Regions from separate parts of the Mus musculus genome. Here region 1 is linked to region 2. The links are chromatin contacts, called in public Hi-C maps. All regions are on one chromosome and are shown on one strand. Each heading gives the region's core, a stretch centred on a gene start, on an enhancer-like site or on the middle of the called end of the contact. The rest is flanking DNA. Distances are from core to core; before and after follow the strand shown. Region 1 has its middle 32 kb from the start of Gm12153. Region 2 has its middle 18 kb from the start of Ttc1.

Region 1 (4,974 bases), core at 1,206-3,705, 160 kb after region 2:
CATTTACACTGGGCTGGGCCCTCTTACATCAAGTAAGAATCAAAATAATTCTTAACAGGCATTCCCACAGGTCAACCCTTAACTGGGCGGGGGGGGGGGGATGTCTCCTCTCATGGGTTTTATAGGTATATAAAATACGTGTCAAACACTTACTGCTAAGAACTCATAATAACTTTGTTTTAAAACCCTTCTTTGGTATACATATGATTTTTACCATTTAGCAAAGATGGGCCAATTTGCATTTTTATGAGCTAAGATAGATGTGCTTGTTTAACATGACACAACACAACTCAAAGATACAGTAATTTGGTACTTACCCGATGGTAGGAAGATACTAAAAGACTTTCTTTTCCATAATTAGACCATTATGTTTCCTTAAGAGCAGAGAAGTTTTCCTGTAATTAAGAACATGAAGTTCACAGCACACAACAGTTTCCAATTGGGACTAAGTGGTGCCAGGTAGCCTTGCAGCCTGATACCAGGGCATGCATATACAGTGTGAAGTGTGCATGCTGTGTGATGCATGTACAGTGTGAAGTGTGAATGTTGGGCGTTCAGTGAAGATGCAATGATCTAGAGTAGCTGCAAAAGCAAGTAGTTTCAGAAGCACTTTGTATTCATTACATTTTGATTTCCAATTAGGTTTTGGTTGTCCTGGAATCAGAGACCTTTCAGTGTTGCCAAATTTCTCGTGGCCCACCCTGCCAGCAACTACTCACCCACAATATCAGATGCTTGCGAATCACATCTTACATCTGAAAAAATAAAATAAAAAAAAAAAAGAACCACAAAGTCGTATATTCATAGAGTCCCTGGGACCCGGCTCAGGTTGTAGTCCCAGCAGCCTGCCCTGCATTGCACACTGGCGCAGGCTGTTCCTGCTGTTAGGAAAGGGAGATTAACTGTGTCCCAGGGTGTTGAAGCCTCACTAGCACTGAGAGAATTTCTCACTGATGTAATCAGAGGTGGCGGAAAGAGGAGGGAGTGGGAACAGTGTGCTCACCAAATGACTCCTGTCCTCTGGCCCTGAGCTCATCCGGGTGGCTATTGTCTCAGGGTCTGCTGGCTGAAAAGAAAACCATTTTTCAAATCACCTTCTCTGTATTTTTATTCTTATCTTACTCATTTTTAGCTGTTGAATATCACTTTTTGCCCCTAGCTATTTTTTCTTAAACTAAATATTAGAAAAAAAGGAAACAGAATGTCCTTTCTTTCTTTCTTTCTTTCTTTCTTTCTTTCTTTCTTTCTTTCTTTCTTTCTTTCTTTCTTTCTTTTTATTTTGTCAGTGCTAGGCTCCCTCCATTAGGAGCACAAAAGGAACCAGAGATTAGCTGCAATCAGCGGAGTCCCACAATGCCACAGTAATGACTTGGGGTATCTTTTAATAGCATTAACGAATGCTGGCGGGCCAGCATGGCAGTTGCTCACAGGCATCTCTCTTTCATCCCTGGCTCCTTGGGGAATGCAGGGCAGTGGCAGGAGATGGCAGGTAGGAGGGGAATGAGTAGGTCTAAGCCTCAGGACAACCACTAGCTTGAAGATGGGGCTGCGAGTCTGACTCATAGCCAGCCTGGGGCCAGAGCCATGAAAGTTGATGCAACATTTGTTTGTGCAAAATGCTTCCCTGATGTGCGATTATGCCCCCCATTCCTGTAACTCGGTTTCCATTTTTCTATGGGAGCAGTGTATATGCATGCTGGCAGGTGCAATAGCCTGAAAACCTCTTGCTAGAAGTGGAGTCATTCACACCACCGAGCCCAGTGGCTGAATCACTGCACAGGCTGGGAGCCTGATTTTTACCTCAATAATCACATCTATAGTGATTCTGTGCTAGGGGCAAGACGAACCAGCAGAGAACATGCTCAACCTCCATTTTCACAGTAATTCTTCCCAGGGCTGGGGATGTAGCTATGGTGAGTGGAGTGCTTGGCTAATATGCACAAAGTCCTAGGTTCAATCCCCAGTGCGGAATATACCAGGCAAGGTGGTACCTTCCAGTATATGTCAGAACTTGGAGGTAGAGGCAGGGGGAGTGGAAGTTCAAGGTTATCTTTGGCTGCGTAGTGAGTTTGAGGCCAGCATGGGCTGCATGAAACTGTATATAAGAGAAAAAAGAAAACCTTCCCACTATAGACTCTATACTGATTATGCCCAGAAGATAGATTGGAGAAGCGGAGTCTTTCAAAGCTAAGCAACTTATAGACAGTGAAGCTGAGATCAGAATCCAGGCTTTTAAACCCTGTGAAATGTGAAAGAAAGACATTGGATGTAGCTGTTCAGAGTGCGGAAAGGAGAGAAATATTGTGTGCGGCAGGAGCCAGTGAGGCTGGAGACTGGCTCCTAAAGCCACTGCCATTAAATGACTCAGCTCTCAGCAAGCTTCAGAGTGTGCTGTGTCAGGGGGTGTCCCTCTGCTGTGGGATTAGAGGGGCAGCTGGTCCAGGAATGCACCATGTATCACTGTCATCTGCCCTGGGTTCAGCTCTGACACTGGAGGCTTGTGGATAGCACGGTGTGTAACACTGGGCAAGTGATGCAATCTCTTTGGACCGTAGCTTTTTTTTTTTTTTTTTTTTTTTGGTAATCTGTGAAACCAAGACAAAAATACATCCATCATTTAGGAACATTTCGGGAAATATAAGTATGATAGGATTTAGACAACACCCGACACCCACAAGGCTTATCATTAGGCCCACAGCTGTGTATCCTGAACCCACTTGCAGGGCCCACCTCTCCCTGTGAGCTTCTCTCTACCAGCCTGCTCTGGGTTATGTAACCACTTGGCTTTTGTGGCCTTCGGAGAGCCTGGCCACACAGAGGGTGTTCTGTGACCCAGTAGCACTCTCCTTTGGGCACACTCCAGTCCTCCTGAGCCAGACTGCATTTAACGATGTCCCCAAGAGGTATGGGGGCACAGTCAGGTTTAGAGTCAGGTTAGAACTTTGGAAGGCCACCTGAAGAATAGATATGACCTAGGTTTCCTCCTCTTTATTGGGGATTCAGTCCAATGCTTAGTTCAAATCACAAGAGTACAAGAAATAATCTGTGGGCCTCTGTGTGACACTATTTCTGTCACATTTCCTTTGCTCTTGTTGCATGTCACATCTGAGGCATGCCCAGCTCCAACATTTGGTCCATTCTGTGGTTGTGAAGACTGAGGCAGAGCTGGGAGTGAGTTTAAGTGTACAGGTACTGGATGCCAGGCAGAGTCAAGTTCCAATTCTGGGCTTGCCTCTCGGTCCACCTTGCTTCACAGCCAGACAGTAAAAAGCTGTAGATTCTTTTTCTTCTTGGGTACCTGGTAATGGTTTGCCCCTGTGTCCCACGACTTCATTCCCTAAAAGTGGTGTGGATACAGGTTTTTGTTCAGCTCATGTGAGCATGGTGCCACACATTAGGCTTCTGTTCCCTTATCATTTCCATTCCCTGCTCCTCCTGAGACCTACACTGCTAGCATCTTAGTTGTATTACAGATGGCAAAATTTTTGCTTCAAGTGAGGAAGGTGCTTAAAGGTAGGGGAGCAGGGCAGGGGGAAGGTATAGAGAACTTTTGGGATAGCACTTGAAATGTATATAAAGAAAATATCTAATAAAAAATAATCAAAAAAGAAAGAAAGGAAGGAAGGAAGGAAGGAAGGAAGGAAGGAAGGAAGGAAGGAAGGAAGGAAAGGAAGAAAGAAAGAAAGAAAGAAAGGAAGAAAGAAAGAAAGAAAGAAAGAAAGAAAGAAAGAAAGAAAGAAAAGGAAGTGGGACTGGAATGGGAGGCACCCATCTCTCCTTCCTGGCAGCACCGATTGTTCTACCCACAGTGCTCTCTGAGTTTGCACAGCAAACTTCTTGACATCTTCCATCTCCATTCCTAGAAGTTCCTTCCCTTGCAAGCCATAGCCCTTTACACTCATTTGGACCTACTCTTCTTTTGGTAAGATACTGCCGCAGCTCCTGAGCAGGTAGCCCCTGTGTGTGCAGGAGCAGTTTGTAAGTTGTCCCAGAACAATGATTCCCAGGGAGTAAGTGCCCAGTAAGTGAGCATAAAATGAACACAGCTCACTGTATAGCTTGACTCTTTCACCTGGGCAGTATCTGTACAATGGGGAGACTCCAACATGACTCTTTTATACCCTAGAGCATCTAGGACAGTTCCAGAAGGCTATGCTGTTAGTATTTGTCCCTGTAAAGCTATGTGTTTCCCCCAGTTACTCCTTTGCTCATAACCTTTTGTTGACAGTCCAGATAAACATTGGTATTCTGTCTCCTGGCTTTCTTATTTCCGTGTAGGACAAGAAGAAGTGAAGTCTCTGCATATTCCCTGCTTATCGCACCTCAGGGCCCTGTGCAGATTCTTGGTGAGGAGATACCTGACCTGAGAGGACACCATGGACTGAGTTCCACATCTCTGTCACAATGGCTCCTCTGACTACAGCCCGGTCCTGACTCACATGCCTGGCAGAGGCCCATGGGAGGCCAGAGCCTGTCCTCTCTCTGGATCCTTGGCACAAACCAGTGCCAACAAACTAGAGGAGGAATCTTTGCCTTTGAGGTAGGAGCCAGCAGGGCTGTTGCAGATCGGCTAAGAAAATAACTCCTCCCAGTCTCCTGAGGTTCAACCAAGGGCAACAGCCAGAGTGGGATGGGCCGATCTCCCTGGGAGGGCCGGAAGCTGCTGGTGATAACAGCGGAGCTCAGGTGAATGCTTTCTGGTCAGAAGCTCAGATGTGAAAGTCTATGACTATGCTTCTGTTGACAGGCTGGAGTCTCATGTTCATCTCTTGGCTTGGCATCTGCATGCTGTGGCTTACAAGCTGGGTGGGCAGGGGCTCGTTTGTACAGTTTCTTACAAGAGCACAGGTAGGGGTTATTTACAGGAGCACTTTATCTTGTTAGTGGCTAACGCCACCGAAGAGCATAACTCTTCGTCACTCCAGCAACCACTAACTGCCTGTATCACCCCACGGAGGGGTGGAGCCTTGGGAG
Region 2 (4,529 bases), core at 1,992-4,491:
CAAGCTTCATACACAATGAGCCACTTCCCAGTTTTTTACTTTCTTATCTTGGGAAATCTGGCAAAGGGGTAACTAACTACAACAAATTGTTTTTGTTATTCTTCATAATTAATAACCCCCTTTTATAGTTTTCTTTCTTTCTTTCTTTCTTTCTTTCTTTCTTTCTTTCTTTCTTTCCTTCCTCCCTCCCTCCCTCCCTCCCTTCTTTCTTCCCTCCCTCCCTCCCTCCCTCCTTCCTTTCTTTCTTTCTTTCTTTCTTTCTTTCTTTCTTTCTTTCTTTCTTTCTTTCTTTCTTTCTTTCTCCTTCCTGCCTGCCTGCCTGCCTGCTTGCTTGCTTGCTTTTTACTGGTTATTTTATATACATTTCAAATGTTGCCTCCTTCCTGGTCTCCCCTGTGCAACTTCCTTCATGCCCCCTGCTTCTATGAGGGTGCTACCCCAACCACCCATCCACCCACCCCCACCTCCCTAGCATTTCCCTTTGATGGGGCATCAAGCCTCCACAGGACCAAGGGCCTCTCTTCCCATCGATGCCAGATAATGCAGTCCTCTAAATTAATAGCCCTTTTAGATCTTGTGGGTTTGTTTTGTTATTGTTGCTATCACGTGTGTGTGTGTGTGTGTGTGTGTGTGCATGCATGTGCATGTGTACATGTGCATGCCACAAGGAGTGTGTGTAGAGAAGAAGACATCTTGGAGATACTGGTTCTGCTTCCACCATGAAGGCCCTGGGGGTTGACTTCAGATTATCAGAAAACACCTTCACCTGCCAAGCCGCCTCATCAGCCTGGCCATTAGATCTATAGAGCTCAGGCTGGGAATAAACATCTTGAAAATCTCCACTTTGAGTGGCTTCTGGAAATGATAAGAAGAAATCGGAGTGTACTTGGACTCTTGGGTCATTTCTGCCACACTTGGTTTTCACGGGAACCAACTCCATCTGCCACATCCTCTTGGAAGAGTAACTAAGATCAGCAGTGTTAGTAGCTATCTGGAAACACTGTTTCTGGAACATTCTCTCACCTCAGGAGGATAAAGTGGAAGCTGAGAAGTTGTGGCATTCACTGTCTTGCAATTGTCTTTGAGGGATTCTGTAATAGAGTCACTTCAAAGTCCCCATAATTCCTCAAGATCAGACAAAAGTTCTCGGATTGGAAGACAGATCTTCCCTCCTCAGTGATAATTTCCAGACCACAGGCCTCTTTTTGGATCACCAGGACAGTGACATAGTGACATGGCTAGGATTGGAAGCAGCTGCTAACAACCTGAGTCTTAACCAACATTTTATCCACAATATATATATAATATATATATATTTTACAATCTTGAGGGCCATAGCTTCTGTTTTCAATTCCTGGGCAGTAACATCAGCAAGCAACACACGGCTCAATAGCAGTGTAGTGTTGCTCAGATGTCAGCAGTTAGTATATCCACAGCAGGGCCTTTTCTGTCTCTACAGCCTTCTACTAGTTAAGTAAACTTCATATCATCACTTTTCCATTAAATACAATTTCTTTCTTTCTTTCTTTCTTTCTTTCTTTCTTTCTTTCTTTCTTCCTTCCTTCCTTTCTTTCTTTCTTTCTCGAAACTCAGAAATCCACCTGCCTCTGCCTCCCGAGTGCTGGGATTAAAGGCGTGTGCCACCACGCCCGGCCCTATTTATTTCTTTATTTGAATTCTGAAGTTAAGTCTATCTATGTAGCCCAGGTTGGCCTAGAGTTCACTTATACTCCAGGTTGGCCATAAATTTGTGGTAACCCAGACATCTCAGCCTCTCAGATATGAGAATTATAAGGAAGCCAAAATCCTCCTCTGGCCCCCTGGGCATCTCGCTCATGTGTACCTATGCCTCCAGCTTTAGTGATGTGCACCTTATTGGGGTGGGGTTGACCCACACACGGAGAGTTAGCATTTTCTCAATTCAACAATCAATGTGAATATCTTTCTTCCTGCACAGTTGGACCACTGCCAAGCTTCTGACCTTTTTAATGTCCACGTACAACCTGAACTTCACCATCCTTTGGAAGGCACACAGACTGAACCTGATGCTTCTATCTCAGCACTTTGGAAAGAGGGGGAAAGACACGATCTTCCTCTGAATGTGAGAAAATGTATTGAAATGCCTTACGTAGTTTTTGCTTCAATTAGAAGTCCCAAAAGGATCAAACATCTTGGCAGCTGATGCTCCATTGATGGATGCTAAAAGGAAAAGTTCTGTTTTCTTTTTAAATTAAAAGCACTTATGTGCAAATAAAAAGTATCAGCCAAAAATAAAGGTATTAATAAATTACACTTTGTCAGAATTAAATATTCCTGCATTTTAAAGGACATAATTAAGGAATTCAAATACACGGTATCAACTAAGAGAAAAGAACATATACATAAAAGGAGTTGCATGTTATGGAAATAAAAAGAAATCTTTAAAAAATGATTGGATGTGTGCACTTGAGTTTGGGTACTTGTAGAGGCCAAGAGAGGTTGTCAGACATGAATGCTTGGAATTGAATCTAGGTTGTCTGAAAGAGCAGCAAGTGCTCCCAACAGCTGAAATATTTCTCCAGTTCCAGAAATAAGGAAACCTAACATCTCAGCTTGAAATAATATATCTTGCTAAGATGAAAATATCTATTAAAAATGAGCAGACTTGAACACACCATCAAAAAATGTATGGAGGGCAAATAAGCAGATAAGACATTTGACGGTACTAGTCATTAGGGAAATGCAAATTCAAGCCACAGGAAGAGTACCACCAACCTGTTAGAATGACTACAATTAAAGCCGACTAATGCTCTCGGAGCTGGTGAGGAAGCAGAGTAACTGGCTGTCTTATGCCTCGTTGGCAGGAAAGCAAAGTGGCCAGGCAATATTAGAAACAGCCAGGCAAAATCTGGAAAGTTGAATATGCATCTGCCAGATACCCTGGCAATATTGCTCAAGAGACTTTGTGTGTGTGTGTGTGTATGTGTGTGTGTGTATCTACAATTCATAGCATTATTAGTCAGACTCAGGAAAACTACCTCTTTTCCAGAAAAATATCCCACTCTGAGTAGTATTTGGAGGGTTCCTAGACTTGTTGAAGCTAACACACAGATCCCAAGTTAAGTACCCTTAACCTAGGATTCCAGAACATTTCCCCAACTGAGAGTCAAGGGAAGAGCTGCAGAGAAGATCCAAGCTGAATTGCAGAGCAACGTTTCATTCGCGTTGCTTACTCGTATTGGACAGCAGATGGCGCGCCCGCCTGCCTGAACGCCGGGCAGGTTGCACTCTAAGAACGCGGTGGCGCGCGAGGGGGCGTGGCGCAGTGCCTCTCACCACCTCGTCCGAGAAACAGCTTCCAAGTGTGCGTGGAGGAAGGACGCCAGATTGCAGGTGGCTAGGAGCAGCCCCGGGGGGCCCCCCTCTGTATTCCTTCCTAGCGTTGAGCTGTAGATGCGGCGTAGCGGTGGAGAGATGCGCGTCCCTCAGGGTGCTTGGATGCGGTGTGCGAGCAGAGCTCTTGGCAGTAAGCACAAACCACAGAAACCTGACTGCAAATACTTCCACATGCAAAGGAGGAAACCGAAACCTTCCTGCGTCATTTAAAAGGAACGAAAGCTGGAGATGTAGTTCAGTGGTAAACTCTTGTCTAGCTTACGTGAGTGAGGGCTAGGTTCAATTCTCTGTACTGGCAAATTCAAATAAAATAAAACCAAACGAAAAGCATCCAAACAACTCTGTTTTTTTTTTTTTTTTTTAACCTTCTTATAGAGCGGTCTTTCCCCTGCACACTAGACTTCTTCCTTATTGTGGGCAGTGTGGTACAGGTAAACTAAGAGAAGCTTGACTGAAGACGCGTAGGGCTTGTTTTCTCAGCTGCTATCCTTGGCTCATCCAAGCAGGAGGGTAGAAGTTAGAGCCTGAAAAGCAGAGAGACGCTCAGCCTGGGCAGAGAAGAAGAGACCCCTCGAACTTAGTACTGGGGAAAGTGAGTCCCAGAAGGCAGTAGGCATTGTAAGGTTACTCAATTGGTTGACATGTATATCCCTCCGAATAAGGATGAAGGTGTCTGGTGTGCAGGCAAAACAGTGTTTTGTAGGGGGATCAGGGTTTCTAAAAGCCAGTTGTTTTCATGGGGTCATAAATTAGCCCAGCTCCTAAAGCAATGATGCTTTGCAGCAAGGGTTCTCAACCCGTGGGTCGCGACCCGTCTCGAGAGTTTGACTAACGTTTTCACAGCGGTTACATATCCAGATATCCTATCCTGCGTATCAGATATTTACATCACGATTCATACCAGCAGCAAGATTACAGTTATGAAGTAGCAACGAAAGTAATTTTATGCTTGGGCTCATCATAAAGCAAAAAACTGTATTAAGGGATTCCAGCCTGAGAAAGGTTGAGAAACACTACTCTAGCGCATTGCTTCTCAGCAGCCTGCCTGTGATTTCAGCACCAGGGAGAGGCAGAGGCAGGAGGATCACCTTGGCGTTCAAGGCTAACTTGGGTGAGTTCCAGGTCCACTTGTGCTAAAGTGTAATGCCCTGTTT

The links. A called contact is a pair of places that touch in the nucleus more often than the background predicts.
Region 1: a Hi-C map of the C2C12 cell line shows a contact between it and region 2, with 2.3 times the contacts expected there. The contact joins two enhancer-like sites. A contact is called at or near these places in 15 of 484 Hi-C or Micro-C datasets (3T3-L1-derived adipocytes, the C2C12 cell line, Sertoli cells and 9 more) and 2 of 115 datasets of contacts at active chromatin or transcription factors (bone marrow-derived dendritic cells and heart atrium).

What each region holds. Positions count from the first base shown.
Region 1 is chr11:43,924,851-43,929,824 of GRCm38.p6, forward strand. No RefSeq gene overlaps it. Among named protein-coding and RNA genes, the nearest start is that of Gm12153, 32 kb to the right of the region's middle. Within about 2 kb of position 2,456, at least 57 of the 459 cell types and tissues checked have an H3K27ac peak or open chromatin away from gene starts, as enhancers often do. A contact at or near this core is called in the C2C12 cell line, where this site is marked.
Region 2 is chr11:43,763,775-43,768,303 of GRCm38.p6, forward strand. No RefSeq gene overlaps it. Among named protein-coding and RNA genes, the nearest start is that of Ttc1, 18 kb to the left of the region's middle. Within about 2 kb of position 3,242, at least 88 of the 459 cell types and tissues checked have an H3K27ac peak or open chromatin away from gene starts, as enhancers often do. A contact at or near this core is called in the C2C12 cell line, where this site is marked.